3 separate regions of the Sus scrofa genome follow, and all the other regions are linked to region 3. A link is a contact called in public Hi-C and promoter capture Hi-C data. All regions are on one chromosome and are shown on one strand. The core of a region is the stretch at or near the end of the contact, and the rest is flanking DNA. Distances in the headings are between cores, read along the strand shown.

Region 1 (4,553 bases), core at 102-2,601, 60 kb before region 3:
AGAAAGACTGCATAATTTCTAGTTTGGCCACAGTACTCAGACATGATCTAATCTAACATCTCATCTAGGCATAGACAAACTTTGTTTACTTGAAGAAATATCTGCAGATTAAGTGTTTAATGCATAGATTTGTTGACTCAATGAAGCTCAAATATTTCATTAAATATTTGATGAAATGCTTATTAGCTGCAGAATCTTGGGCAAGTTACTTCCTGATTCTGGACTGTGTTCTCTCAAAGGCACTTGGTGGTCCTCAATAAATGTCATTGTTCTTCCTATTACACATCCTGTGTTACAGTAACATGTTTTTATTTCAGCCCACCTAGTAAGCTGTAAGTTTCTTAAACACAGGAGACTATGTTTTATTAATCTTCACAACTGTTTCAATTTGAAAAACTTATTAGTAATAATATTTGCCTGAGTTTCTACTGTGGCCTGGTGGGTTAAAAAAATCCAGTGTTGCTGCAGCAGCACAGTTTACAGCTACTACAGCTAGGATTCAACCCCTGGCCAGGGAACTTCAATATGCAGCAGGGGCAGCTATTTAAAAAAAAAAAAAAAGCACCATTCATGACACTGCTGTACTCACTCTGGTGCCCACCATAACTTACACAGTATATGACCAATAAATATATGTTAAGTGAATAAATGGTTTGCTGTGCGTTTCCAATTAAGCTGTTAGCTGCTGCTACTTTTTTTTAAGCTGTTAGCTTCTTGAGAGCAGGAACCACCCCTTAAGTTTAGAGAACACATCTGAACTCCACCGAATATTTATCTAGGTCAGAACCTAGACAAGGTAGGCATTACACTGTTTCCTCAATGGAATTGTAAAACATGACTACTAAGGGCCAAGGAGAATGCAAGGATTCCATCACACACTCAAAGTTATTGTGGTGGTGGTGAGTATACTCGGACTTTTGCAAATAGCTGAGGACCAATAAATATTTGCTAAATGACCATGACTACTTGCAAAGAGTCTTCCTGCCTCCTGTTTTCCTGTCTTTTTCTAACTCACTGATCCTATTCTGCCTCTGGGATCACACGGAGCATATGAGTTTCCTTGGCCTCAGCACGGCTCTTCTGAGAATGAAAACCTGACCATGAGGGTCTGAAACATATTTCTAGGCCTCAACAACCGATAAACTAACTCCTATGGATATCCTGGATCGGGCATGGCTCTCGATAACGCAGAGGTAACATCCACTACCCGCCTCGCCTCCTCCGTCCCAGTCCTGGACTTGGAGTCACCTGAGGGCTTGAGCCCAGTCGCTCTGAATCCTCAAAGGCGCCGCCATCTTGACCCCGCCTCCACCAGCCCGCCTCTTCCGCTCTACCCCGGAAGTGGGTGCCCCCGAAGGCGACGCGTGCAGAACGAAGGGCGGGATCTACACCAAGAGGCCACCAATGAAATGTGGCGGGGGGGGGGTCCTCTTCCCCTCCCTACCCCTTTGCAGGCGCGTGCATCTCACAGTAGGCTTGTTCCTGACGGGAGGGTCGGAAGAGTTCCAATTGCCTGCAAAATTGACGCCGTTGTGCAGGAGGGCGCGCTTGGGTCCTCTAGTTGGCCTGTTGGGTGAGCACTGTGTTCCAAGTCCTAGCGCGGTGAAGCATAGCGGGCGCAATCGGGATGTGCCCGGCGGCTGCGCGCGCGCATGCGTACGCTCTGTAGTGGGGAGAGGACTTTAAGTAACTTTGCCGCCTGGATTTCTCTGCTTTTCCATTCTTTCCATGCCTTCCTAGTCCACGCTGGCCTCCGCGAACGAGCTGCCGACCATCGAGCCTTCCCTAAGCAAAAGTCTTTCTCTTTTTAATCCAGTAAAGACTGAAGCCGGGTCGTGGTGGGGAAAGAAAAGGCAGCATTTATTTGAGTCCTGTTGTAGTCTAAGCACATATCACTTATTAGCATATTAATCCGTACAGTAACTCTGCGAGTTAAATACTACCTTAGAAGGACACTTTAAAAGATTACATGCTAATGCGTGTGCATAGCAAGGCGAGGTGCCTGTATTCAAACCTGGATTTCTTGGCTTAGGATCCAAGGCACTGTTCTTCCTACCGTACTTGTTCTAAGAGGTTTGCCTCTTGCCTTTAAAGAGCTCACAGTGTTTTTAGGAAGAGGAAACATGTATAGTAATAGGAGCTATCATTTACTGAACTCTTTGGATGTGCCAGACTCCTTACATGCATTATCTCGTTTAGTCTTGATCCTGTGAGGTAGATATCTTTTTTTCAAGAGAGATTATGAAGTAATTTGCTCAAAGACACTCAATGAGTCAGTGACAAGGCTGTTTCCAGTCCAAGTCTGTTTTCGAAGCCCATTTTCCCCTCTCCCTTAGGTTATACTGCCTCCAAAGCAAATGTGTTTTGTGTAGGGCTATAGAGTGCTTAAATCCTTCTTGTGACTTCTCACTTGCTCTCTGAACACCCTAACATGATTCACAAGGCCTTGCCGTGATCAGATACTTTCTCATCTCACCAGTTTCATTAATTTTCCTGTACTCACTTTTCTCTCATCATGTAGAACTTTCAGTTCCTCTCATGTCAAATTCTGTCTCAGAACCCCCATCGTTTTCTTCCATTGACCAGGAATATCCTTTATATCTCTGGCCAACTCCTATTTATCCTTCAAGTCTCAATTTAGAAATCACTTTCTCCAGGAAGCCTTCAGGTGTCTAGTCCTGCTCTTGTCTGGCTTAGGTATTCCTCTGCTCTGTTCCCCATCTTCGCTTTTTGTACACACTGTACACAAGTAAATAACCTATTTACTTGTCTAGCTTGTAAACTCTATAAAGGCAGGAACTGTCTCTGTTTTGGTCACTCATGTATCCTCAACTCTAGCATAGTGCTTGGTATGTGATAGGTACTCAGTGATCATTTGTAGAGTGAATCAGAGACCCAGGAGGGGCATTAAGGAGCCTTAGCTCATTTACAGCCTATGGTTGTTACAAAGGCTGAGGTCATTTCTCGCTGCCTTTCTTCAGTTCCTTCTGTATGCTACCTTGTGCTTGGTGTCATGAAGCGGATGATTGTGCTCACATAGTCTGGGCGGTTACACCTCACATTAGGTACCCTCACACCTCACGGACTCATTGCTTGTCCTGGACCCTCTATGCTCTGTGCCACAGCCACACAGTTCTCTTCATCCCTCCTGTATGTTAAACCCTACCCATGGTTGGGTACTCTCCCAAGTGTTAAATTTTGTCATTCTCCAGCCATAGAATTTAAAAAGATAGCTTCTCCAATAGGAGAAAAGAGATAGCTACCCCAGAGGGTGACACTTCACCTAATTCATGTTCTATTAGTAGAAGCCATTAGAGATTATTAGTCCCAAACTAAGCATTTTCACACTTTATCTCATTATGTTTGGTTCAAGCTATTTTGTAGGCCTGCTCTCTGCCAGGCCTACAGCTGGGGGTACCGAGGTGAATCAGGTCCAGTATCTACCCTGAAATAGCTTACAATTTTCAAGGGGAGACATGCAGAAATAAGCTATAACAGTGCAGTGGTCAGTGTTATTTATAACAGAGGAACTGTATCATATGTAACCTTGCCTCCACTGATGTTCTAGAGACTCCCAAAAATGTCAACTCAAGGCCATACCTGGTCCCGACAAGTGAAGAAGGAGGATGAAGAAGAGGACCCACTGGACCAGCTGATCTCCCGCTCTGGCTGTGCTGCTTCCCACTACGCAGTGCAGGAGTGCATGGCCCAGCACCAGGACTGGCGACGGTGCCAGCCACAGGTGCAGGCCTTCAAGGACTGCATGAATGACCAGCAGGCAAGGCGACGGGAGGAACTGCAGAGGAGGAAGGAGCAGAGCAGTGCCCACCGTTGAGATCCCTAACCATTTATTCCCAGAGGAGGCCCTGCAGAAACAAGCATCCAGAGAGATCATGGCAAGAAGTCCTAAACAGTGGGGGTGTGGGCCAAGAAGTGTGAGACTTGGGGATCGTCTTTGGGCCTGGGGTTGAATTAGCAGCCTGCACATGAGAGGCAGCCATGGGTTTGCCATGAAGAGCTGGCACAGCATCACATTGAGATCCCACACATCCTTACCTGTTGTGTGCCACCAAAATAGATACTGACCAGTATTTGCCACATAAAACAGTGGGGTTGAGGGATGTGCTACCCGGTGTCTTGAGTCAGTGCGCCAAGTTCTGAGCTGATTCTTTGGACATTTAATTTTAAAGTAAATTCACAATCTAAAAGTAAAGTGGCTACCTAATCATTTCTTCATTTATTCAGTCATTGGTTCAAAAACATCAGGTTTTTCTGAGACCTTCTCTTGTGCCAGGCACTGTTGGAAATTGTGACGAAAATGTGATCTCTGCTTTCATGTTGCTTTAGTCTGGTTTGAGAGAGAAACAACACTAGAACAACTAACTTAATTCCAGACAATGATGTAAACGAACTTATCTTTTATCAGTTGTTCTGGATTTTTCAGTCAGTCTAATGGAAAGAAGCTAATGGGAAAAGAAACACTGAGTACCTCTCATATGCCAGACGCTGTTGAATTAACAGTCTGACCTCACCATGCCCCCAACCCAAAAAGC
Region 2 (4,679 bases), core at 1,581-4,080, 43 kb before region 3:
CAGTGGGTTAAGGATCCGGTGTTGCTGTGGTGTAGGTAGGCAGCTGCAGCTCCAATTTAACCCCTAGCCTGGGAACTTCCTCGAGTTTGGCCCTAAAAAAAGCAAAAAAACAAAAAAAAATCTACTAAATCAGAAAATATGGGGGTGAATCTAGTAATTAATGTTTTAAAAGGCCTCCAGGTGATCCTGATGCATGCTTAAGGTTGAGAACAAAGGATGTAGGGTTTGACGAACCATTTTTACACAGGGCCACATAATAAATGTATTAGCTTCACAATATCTGTCACAACTACTCAATTCTGCCATTGTAGCATAAAAGCAGCTACAGACAATATGTAAATGAATGAGCAGGGCTCTGTTCCAATAAAACGTTATTTAAAAAAACGGGCAATGGAATTTTGGAACAGGATAGAGGCTGCACAACACTGCAAATATATTAAATACCACTGAATTATGTGCTCTAAATTGGTTAATTTTGTGACATGAATTTCGCCTCAATAAATTACTTTTATTTTACATTTTTGCCTGTGGCATATAGCTTCAGATCCCCAAACCAGAGACTGAACCCAGGCTGCAGGGATGAAAGGTGCCAAGTCCCAACCACTAGACTGCCAGGGAGCTCCCAAATTACTTTTAAAAAGCAAATAAGCAGGCGGTGGGATACAGCTCACAAGCCCAGTTTTCTGACACCGAATCAAAATCAACCTTTAATTCTTTGGTTAAACTCATTCCAGGCAACCCCAATTTGTAGTCATGTAACATCTACCCGCATACTTACAAGTTGTTCACTACCCGACAAGGTAAATGTTTTCACTTACAGACAGACCCTGATTCTATATGGAGGTTTTTTTTTTTCTTAACTATACAAAATCTCCTTCCATATGCCTTCTATCCACAGAGAGTTTACTTATGATCATCTGTTTCACTACAGAGACTCCATGCCAAACTGATTTAAAGGATGAATTCACTCTAATTGGAGAAACACTGAAGGGGAATGTGCTCGGGTGCTAAAGCGTCAGGCCAAGAGAAAATCAAATCCCTTACAGATACTCCACAGGACGGATGGACTGACCTCTCTGTCTCTCTGTCTCCCTCTCTCTCACACACACACACACACACACACACACACACACACACACACACACACGTGTAGCAGCAGCAGATTTTATTCGGTGGAGGATACTAGGGTTGGCTCTAAGGAAAGTGGTGACAATTGGCAGGCACTCCTCCACACAAGCGAGGAGGCATTCCTGGCTGTGGAGATGGGAATTTATGACAACAAGGTTAGAGTCTCCTGCTTAACTTGGGCCGCCAAGGAAGCTCTTCTCCCTGACACTCCCTGACACAGTGCTGGCATGCAACGGGTGCAATGAGCTAGTTCAACTTGGCTAACAGTTCTTCCAGTTCTGGCCGAGCTTTGAACCTTCCCTTGAAGTCTTCTTCCGTGTGCTGAGGAGAAGAAAAAGACAATATGAGGAAATTACAATAGAGCTTTCAGTTACTCAAACACACCAGCATCAGCAAAGCATCCAGCAGCCGGCCCTGTAGAGAATGATTTAGATTCAACTAACTTTGCTGAGTATCCACTAGGTACCAGACTTGTATTAGGCACCAAGGGTTCAACGTTGAATTGGACTTCCTCCCTGCTTTAAATGAAGTTATAGTCTGGTGAGAGAAGACAGATGTATAAAGAACTAATGTCAAAATGCTATGTCTACCACAATAGGCGCACTTTAAAAAAGAGACAGAGAATGTCAAAGGTCTCCATTTTCAATAGGAAATAACAGATGGTCTAAAATGACCTGATGTATGTGTCATAATAAGGGTCGTCATGGCAACCGGACCCAAATACTCAGTATTTAAGCTAAAATTCCAAGTTGAGTCTGTGCGTGTGATGGTTGATTTTATTTTATTAAATTTTTCTTTTTTTGGTCTTTTTAGAACATATGTATATGTTCTTTTTCTCATATTATCTTCCATAATGGTCTATCACAAGAGATTGGATATAGTTCCCTTAAAGTTCCTAATGTATTCCAAGTTTTCCATGCTAAACTTTCTTCTGATTGGCTTTTTTCTTCCCCCCTGCAACAAAAGCATGGGGAAGTTCCCAGGGACAGAACCCTTGCCACTGCTGCAGCCTATACCACAGGTGCAGCAACACTGGATCCTTAATCCTGCACCACACAAGACATTCTGACTGGCATTCTTTTTTTTTTTTTTTTTTTTTTTTTTTTTTTTTTTTTTTGCTTTTTAGGGCCACACCCACTAGGGGTCTAATTGGAGCTGTAGCCGCCAGCCTACGCCACAGCCACAGCAACACCAGATCTGAGCCCTGTCTGCGACCTACAGCACAGCATAGCAACGCTGGATCCTTAACCCACTGAGCGAGGCCAGGGATTGAACCTGCGTCCTCAAGAATACTGGTCAGATTTGTTTTCCACTGAGCCATGATGGGAACTCCTTGACTGGCATTCTTTACTGATTACAGTCAAGCTATAGCCAAGCTTTGAAGATCGAGGGACCTTCTCTCTAAAGTACATTTCCCTATTTGTGTTCTGGTTAATTACACTGTATGTGATCTTAAATCATATTCCTTTTGCTACACACCTACCTGAAGTGAGGGAATTCTGGGGTGTAATGCGCTCACCCTGGCATCTGGTTGCTGTAATACAGTTCAGCTCCCTGGACTAGAGTGCATCGTCCCTGCGCGCTGGAGGAGCCAGAATAACGACCACAGTGAAGCGGCCCGAGCATCCTTCCTGGTTACTGTCCACGAGCCTTCACTGTTTCTAAAGCCAGCAGGTCTAGATTGGCTCGTCTGCATGTAGAGCACAGGCGGGCCACCAGGGGGCCTCATCTCAGACGAGCACCTACCTCCCTCACTGACAATTTGACTCCTTCAGGAAGATTACTGTGGATGATTTCCAAGAAGATCTCTGCAAACGTAGCACTCAAACCGCTGATCTGCAAAAGGAAAGAAGAGGCTCTGAGAGAAGTGCTGAAAGCTAATGACTGGACAGACAGGGCAAGGGCTCCGATGTCCGCTGCAGCAGAGCCAGAGGGCCCTTGGTGAAGGAGTAACACTCAGAGCTGTGCTGGGCGCCCGGCCCTTTCGGGATTTCTCCTGCCATCTGCCAAAGTGCTTGCCTGCTGAGACGCTCACGGCCAGTATCTGCTCTTGTAGGCAATGAATGTCCTAACCGGGCCGAGAGGTTAAGTCCAGGACGACTTCCTGAACTCGACTCAGGTTCACCCACCTAGACCAGGACCTGACTGGGGTCAGAGCCTGTGCTGAGAATCCAGCAGTGAGTCAGATGTGTGATAGAAGGGAACCCACAGGAGAAACACCCACCTAACCGAATCCGGGAGATCAAAGAAAGCCACCAAGAGTGACAGCTGGTTGGAGTCTTGAAGAAAAACAGGGTGCGGAGTTTTTGAAGGCAGAGGCAACAATATTCAGTAAAACGTGGAAGAACAGCATAGTGCGGGCGAGGGGAGGGGATGAAAACTAGATCCACGAGTGGCTGGAAGGAATTGGGACGTGAAGAGGAGAAGCAGGAGGAAAATGATGAAGGCACTTAGGTGATCATCTATCAGTTCAAACTTTATCCTGTGGCCTCAGTGGCAAGTTAGATCTGCCATAAAACGTAGCTCAAATAATTTATTCCTGATAATATTTAAAGAACCAAAGATTGTATTTTAATTATTTAAAAAATTAACATAGATTTAGGGTATTACTACCTTAACAGTTCTCCTTACTTTTTTTTTTTTTTTTCCAGTTGTTTAGGGTTGCATCCGCGGCATATGGAAGTTCCCAGGCTAGGGGTCAAGTTGGAGCTGCAGCTGCAGGCCTACACCACAGCTCACAGCAACACTGGATCCTTAACCCACTGGGCGAGGCTAGGGATCAAACCCACGTCCTCATGGATACTAGTCGGATTCATTACTGCTGAGCCATGAGGGGAACTCCTCTTGTTACCTTCCTGATATGTTTCTGGAGTGGATCAAAATAGGGTGATGTCCACACACTGGAATATTACTTGTCGGTAAAAAGGAATGAAGTACTGACAGATGCTACGACTTGGATGATCCTTAGAAACATGCTAAGTAAAAGAAGCTAGACATAAAAGGCCACATTTTACAGAATTCCATGTAAAGAAATGTCTAGAAGAGGCAAAACCATGGAAGCAGAGGGTAGATTAGCGGCTGCCAGGAGCTAAGGGGGTGGGGAGAGAGGAGTGACTGCTAATGGGTACAGTGCCCAACGGAAGCCACTGAGGGGTTCGAGATGGGAAAATGACACAATCACACGGATACGAGGGTAAAGAAAAGCACATGGATCTGAAAGGTCTTCAGGGGTAGAAGCCATGGAATTGGGAGTGAATAGATACCTGAGGGCAAAGGAGGGTGAAGCATTAAGCTCAAAGGTGGGGAGGGTTATGGAAAAGGAACAGAGTCCACCTGCAGTCAGCTCTGTAAACACTGAGTGGAGGGCGCTTTGGAGCATCTCGGTGGAGAAGCCCAGCAGACAACTGGACTTCAAGTCTGGAGCTCGATGAAGAGATGAGGATGGAGGAAAGAACCAGGAGAGGCAAATACATTTCAAGTTTCTCCCAGAGCACCTACCTGAACCACTCGTTCATGGGTGGTAAGAACCGCGTCCAGGAACATTTTGCTGC
Region 3 (4,809 bases), core at 630-3,129:
GCCTAAAGACGGATTTCCATGGGCTCTGCAGGGGTACGGAATGGCCAAAAATGGAAAAATGATCCATCCCTTTCACGATTCCTCAGAATCAAGGCTCTTCAAGCAAGATCCTGGAGCCATGAACTGACCATCTTTAAGAATTGTTTTGTCTCTTTTTTTTGTCTTGTCTTTTTAGGGCCGCACCGGCGGCATATGGCTAGTTCCCAGGCTAAGGGCCGAATCAGAGCTGTAGCTGCTGGCCTCAGCCACAGCCACGCGGGAGCCAAGCAGCGCAGCGTCTGCAATCTACACCACAACTCAGGGCAACGCTGGACCTTTAAGCCACTGAGTGAGGCCAGGGATGGAAACTGCGTCCTCATGGATGCTGGTTGGGTTCCTTAACCACTGAGCCATGCCAGGAACTCCAGAATTAAGTTTTGAAATTTTGATTTTCTATTATCCTTTCACCAGATCTAGCCAAATTCTCACAGTTTTGCTAGGATGAACAACAGTGAGTTATTTCATTAAGGATGAAGCGAGGTTTGTTCTTTAAGGAAACAAACCTGGAGACATTCAGGGGCTGCCCCAAAGTGACTACTAGCAGATCTGTGAGCAGCCATGACCACGCTGATCTATGTATCATGAGAGTGGAGTCTCCAAATTCATCCCTCAAATGAAAGTTTAACATAATTTGCTGAAATAAGTCATTATTCTAAGCAGCAAGATACAATTGAAAAAAGCACAACGGAAATCTATTAAATCGCTTAAGAGGCCAAGGGAAAGCCAAAGAATGCATTTATGTGGTTTACAGGGTTTTATTGAAGTCACCTAAGTAAGGTTTGGAAAGTAAAAATGTAGTTTATTATTACCCTTCCCCTGTCGCCACGTAGCCTCACAACCCAGTCTGTTCAGCAAGTAAAAACGGTGTTATTCAGAAAAAGCCTGGAAGTTGCTGACGTAAAGCAAAAAAAATCAAATGACCTCCTCGAGGTCATACATATTATCAGGGCCTAACCGGGTTGATTCTCCTTGCGGGGGTCCCTCTCTCTCCAGGCCAAAGTCCCCCAGGGTTGCGCAGAGGGGGCGTGGCGCGCGGATAGCGCCGCAGAGTCAGCACCGGGAGAGGAGGACCCAGCGCAGCCCGAGGACTAGAGGGCGCCGCGCGTGCTGCCGGGAAGAGCCTTGTGCTCGCCGGTGTCTCTTACCCGGATGTCTGCAGCGGCGTGACGGCCCTGCGGTCACCTTCCAGCTCTGCTCTCCTCACCACCTCCCCCCGCGCCCAGCGTGCGGGGAACCGACATTACCTTTCCCAGAGCTCCGTTCATCCTTTGCTGTCGCGTTGTGTGCAGTCGGGCCAACTGAAGATCGGCCCAGGCAGCTGCGATCCCTGGGGGTCTGAAAATGCTGACGGAACGGCCTTGATCCGGTCCAGTAACAATATCCGACCGAGACGCATTCAACTCCCGCAGCACCTTGGTTCCGGCAGCTTCTGACATTCAGTGTCTAGAAATCCCCGCAGACCCTGCCCTCACTGCAGCTCGAGTGTCACCTTCGCTGCTATTTCTCCGGGCAGAATTAATTGCCATCTCTGACTTGCCCCAATATTTTACACAATTCTGCTATTTCATCTGCCACACTATATATTAGTAATTTGTTACTTGCTCTTTCCGTGTTTGATTGGGAGTTCCTCAGAGACTAAAATTCTGCCTGCTTAATTCATTCCAGCATCTAGCACAGGATGTGGAGATCTGACTTCTAACCTCGATTTAAAAGCTAATTGACCCTAAGTGAGCCTTTCTGGCATTCAATTGCCTCATAATAATTGATAATAACTTTTTTCCTTTCCTTTTTTCCCCCCTCATTTTTGGCAGCGTCGCGGCATATGGAGCTCCTGGGTCAGATATCAGATCCAAGCTGCAGTCATAACCTGAACCGCAGCTGCCGCAATGCCGGATCCTTAACCCCCTGTGCACCCGGGATCAGATCGAGTCCCAGCGCTCCCAAGACACCGCCGATCCCGCTGCACCACAGCAGGGGCTCCAATAACTATTTTTTTATTGAGTGGCCACTATGTGCAGTGCGTTATGCTCAGAGCATCGCTTAATTTACTCCTTATAATTTATTCCTTAGTGAAATATTATCACTGGATTTTACATGTGAAGATGTTGCAGGAGGTTCAGAGATAAATCTGGGGCCAGCCAACTGAGGCACAGATGAGTTTCAAACTCAGTCTCATTTATGCAATATGTTTTCCCTCTGACACGCGCCTTCTTACATGAGATAATGTCACAGCCCACATTCATTTACTTATTTTATACACATTGTCCATCACCTTAGCATGACTTTGTACCAGTCCTTTGATAGAACCTTGGGAACACAGAGATGAGTATTGCAAGGTCCCTGCACTTAAATAGCTCATAGAGGGATTGCATCAAACTAAAAGTCTTCTGTGCAGCAAAAAATTAACAGAGTGAAAAGACAACCTATGGAATGGGAGAAAATGTTTATAAATCCTACATCTGACAAGAAGTTAATATCCAAAATATATACAGAACTTGATAGCAAGAAAAAAAAAATTGATTTAGAATTTGGCAAAGGATCTGAGAGACTTTTCTCAGAAGACATACAAATGGCCAACAGATAATACGAAAAAATGTTCAACATCACTAATCACCAGGGAAATGCAAATCATAACACAAGGAGATATCCTCTTACACATGTTAGAATGGCTACTTGCAAAAAGACAAAAGAGGAATTCCCTCCTGGCTCAGCTGGTTAAGGACCCAGCAATGTCACTGCAGTGGTGTGGTCACTGCTGTGACACGGGTTCAATCCTTGACCAGGGAACTTCCTCATGCTGCAAATGCAGCCGAAAAAAAAAATAGTTATTATCAATTATTATGAGGCAATTGAATTGCAGAAAATTTCCCTTAGGGTCAGTCAGCCTTTAAGTCAAGGTTAGAAGTCACATCTCCACATCTTGTGCTAGATGTTGGCATGAATTAATCAGACAGGATCTCAGTGCCTGCGGAACTTGCCATCAAACATGGGAAAGAGAAAGTTACCAATAATTATCATATAGTGTGGCAGATGAAATAGCAGAATTGTGTGTAAAGTACTGAGGCAAGACAGAGATGGCAATTAATTCTTCCTGGCGAAATAGCATACAAGTCACACCTCCACCATAGTGACCGGTTATCTAAAAGCTCTTGGGATTTCAGAAGTCAATTATTAAATAGGAAAAAAAAAAACACTTTCGAATTCTTGGTTTGTGCTAGGCCAGATCTTTTCAGGTATGTATGTTCATTTTATCCTCCCACCGACCCTGTGGAGCTGAGGATCATTGCATTCGTTTCATGGATGAGGAACGGAGGTTACCTGGTTTACGTAAGTCACACTGTAAGGGCTGAGCTGGCTGATTTCAGCACCTGAGCTCCTTCTGCTGCAAAGGACTGCAACTATGAGTTTCCAAAAGGGCATACTGGCTAGGCCAAAGAGTCTGGTCCTTCCTTGTCTAGTCCACATATGTGCGATCCGGTAAGAGACAAATCCGTCTTTGTGTTGTTCATACACTCTGGGGAGGGAGGAAGCAGAAGAGAAGAGGGAAGAGGAGGAAGAAGGGGACCATTAGTTCTGTGTATCAAAGTACAAGGATTCCCAAGACAACTAGAATACTTTATTTTTTTACTTGTTTTGTTTTTTAGGGCCACAGCCTCAGCATGTGGAAGTTCCCAGGCTAGGGGTTGATTCGGAGCTACAGCTGCCAGCCTAGGCCACAGCCACATCAACGTGGGATCCAAGCTGCAACAGCGACCTATACCGCAGCTCTTGGCAATACTGGATACTTTATTATTTATTTATTTATTTATTTATTCTTTTTCCAGGGCCACACCAGTGGCATATGGAGGTTCCCAGGCCAGGGGTCTAATCGGAGCTGTGGCTGCTGGCTTACGCCACAGCCACAGCAATGTCAGATTTGAGCTGTGTCTGCGACCTACACCACAGCTCATGGCCACACCAGATCCTTAAGCCATTGAGCGATGCCAGAGATCAAACTCACAACCTCATGGTTCCTAGTCGAACTCCTTAACCACTGAGCCACAATGGGAACTCCAATGCCGGATCCTTTAACCAACTGGGTGAGGCTAGGGATTGAACCCAAGTCCTTGTGGATGCTAGTCAGATTCGTTTCTGCTGTGCCACAACAGGAACTCCTAGAATGCTTTAAAATGTAAGGAATCAAGTAACTAAAAGGGAGGTGAAATCGGTGTATACAGATGTAAAGACACCTTAGCAATATCCATGAATGCGTCGGAATCTCTGTTATTGTTGCCAAGCTCTGTTGATGATGTCATGTGTTATAAAGGAAAATGAGCTTACTGAACTTCCCAGAAGGACACATCATATATCCTTGCACATCCATTACTCTTTAGCTTCTCTGACTTATATTGTCTCCAGCCTCCAAAAAATAAAGCTCCCTTGGGGAAACCAAGATGCACCTCAGCACAGGTCACATTCCAGGTAACAAGGCTCCCACCTTCTTACTTCATCCTTCTACAGACTGTGAGCTGCTCAAAGGAAAGGATTTGTCTCTGTACTCCAGCATCTAGTCCAAGGCCTGGCCCATGATAATATATCATGGAGAACTGCTTGAAAGCTTCCTTTTCTTCTTCCTTTCCACTGCCCCCCCATACTTGCAGCATGTGGAAGTTCCCAGGCCAGGGATATAACCTGCACCACAGCAACAACTCAAGCCACAGCACTGACAAGGACAGATCTTTAACCTACTAAGCCACCAGGGAACTCCAATTGTGAGGCTTTTTAAAAAAA

The links. Promoter capture Hi-C pulls out the DNA fragments that hold promoters and counts their contacts. A called contact is a pair of places that touch in the nucleus more often than the background predicts.
Region 1: a contact with region 3 is called in a promoter capture Hi-C map of liver, with 1.7 times the contacts expected there. The contact joins the promoter of LOC100514530 here to the promoter of MRPL48 in region 3. A contact is called at or near these places in 1 of 5 promoter capture datasets (liver), 8 of 47 Hi-C or Micro-C datasets (fetal heart ventricle, heart right ventricle, liver and 3 more) and 2 of 2 datasets of contacts at active chromatin or transcription factors (alveolar macrophages and skeletal muscle).
Region 2: a Hi-C map of alveolar macrophages shows a contact between it and region 3, with 2.2 times the contacts expected there. The contact joins the enhancer-like site here to the promoter of MRPL48 in region 3. A contact is called at or near these places in 1 of 5 promoter capture datasets (liver), 10 of 47 Hi-C or Micro-C datasets (alveolar macrophages, embryonic fibroblasts, fetal heart ventricle and 3 more) and 2 of 2 datasets of contacts at active chromatin or transcription factors (alveolar macrophages and skeletal muscle).

Annotation. Positions count from the first base shown.
Region 1 is chr9:8,277,967-8,282,519 of Sscrofa11.1, reverse strand. It overlaps LOC100514530 (cytochrome c oxidase assembly factor 4 homolog, mitochondrial), which reads left to right and starts at 1,351. Exons shown (of 2, transcript XM_003129636.4): 1 at 1,351-1,573; 2 at 3,569-4,213. The coding sequence starts at 3,581. The coding sequence ends at 3,835. PAAF1 (proteasomal ATPase-associated factor 1) reads right to left here and starts at 2,902. Exons shown (of 12, transcript XM_003129635.4): 1 at 1,249-2,902. The coding sequence starts at 1,295.
Region 2 is chr9:8,263,257-8,267,935 of Sscrofa11.1, reverse strand. It overlaps MRPL48 (39S ribosomal protein L48, mitochondrial), which reads right to left. Exons shown (of 8, transcript XM_005667101.3): 6 at 4,627-4,679; 7 at 2,875-2,964; 8 at 685-1,449. The coding sequence ends at 1,375. Among named protein-coding and RNA genes, the nearest start is that of PAAF1, 14 kb to the left of the region's middle. Within about 2 kb of position 2,830, at least 9 of the 83 cell types and tissues checked have an H3K27ac peak or open chromatin away from gene starts, as enhancers often do. A contact at or near this core is called in alveolar macrophages and skeletal muscle, where this site is marked.
Region 3 is chr9:8,218,711-8,223,519 of Sscrofa11.1, reverse strand. It overlaps MRPL48 (39S ribosomal protein L48, mitochondrial), which reads right to left and starts at 1,879. Exons shown (of 8, transcript XM_005667101.3): 1 at 1,284-1,879. The coding sequence starts at 1,475.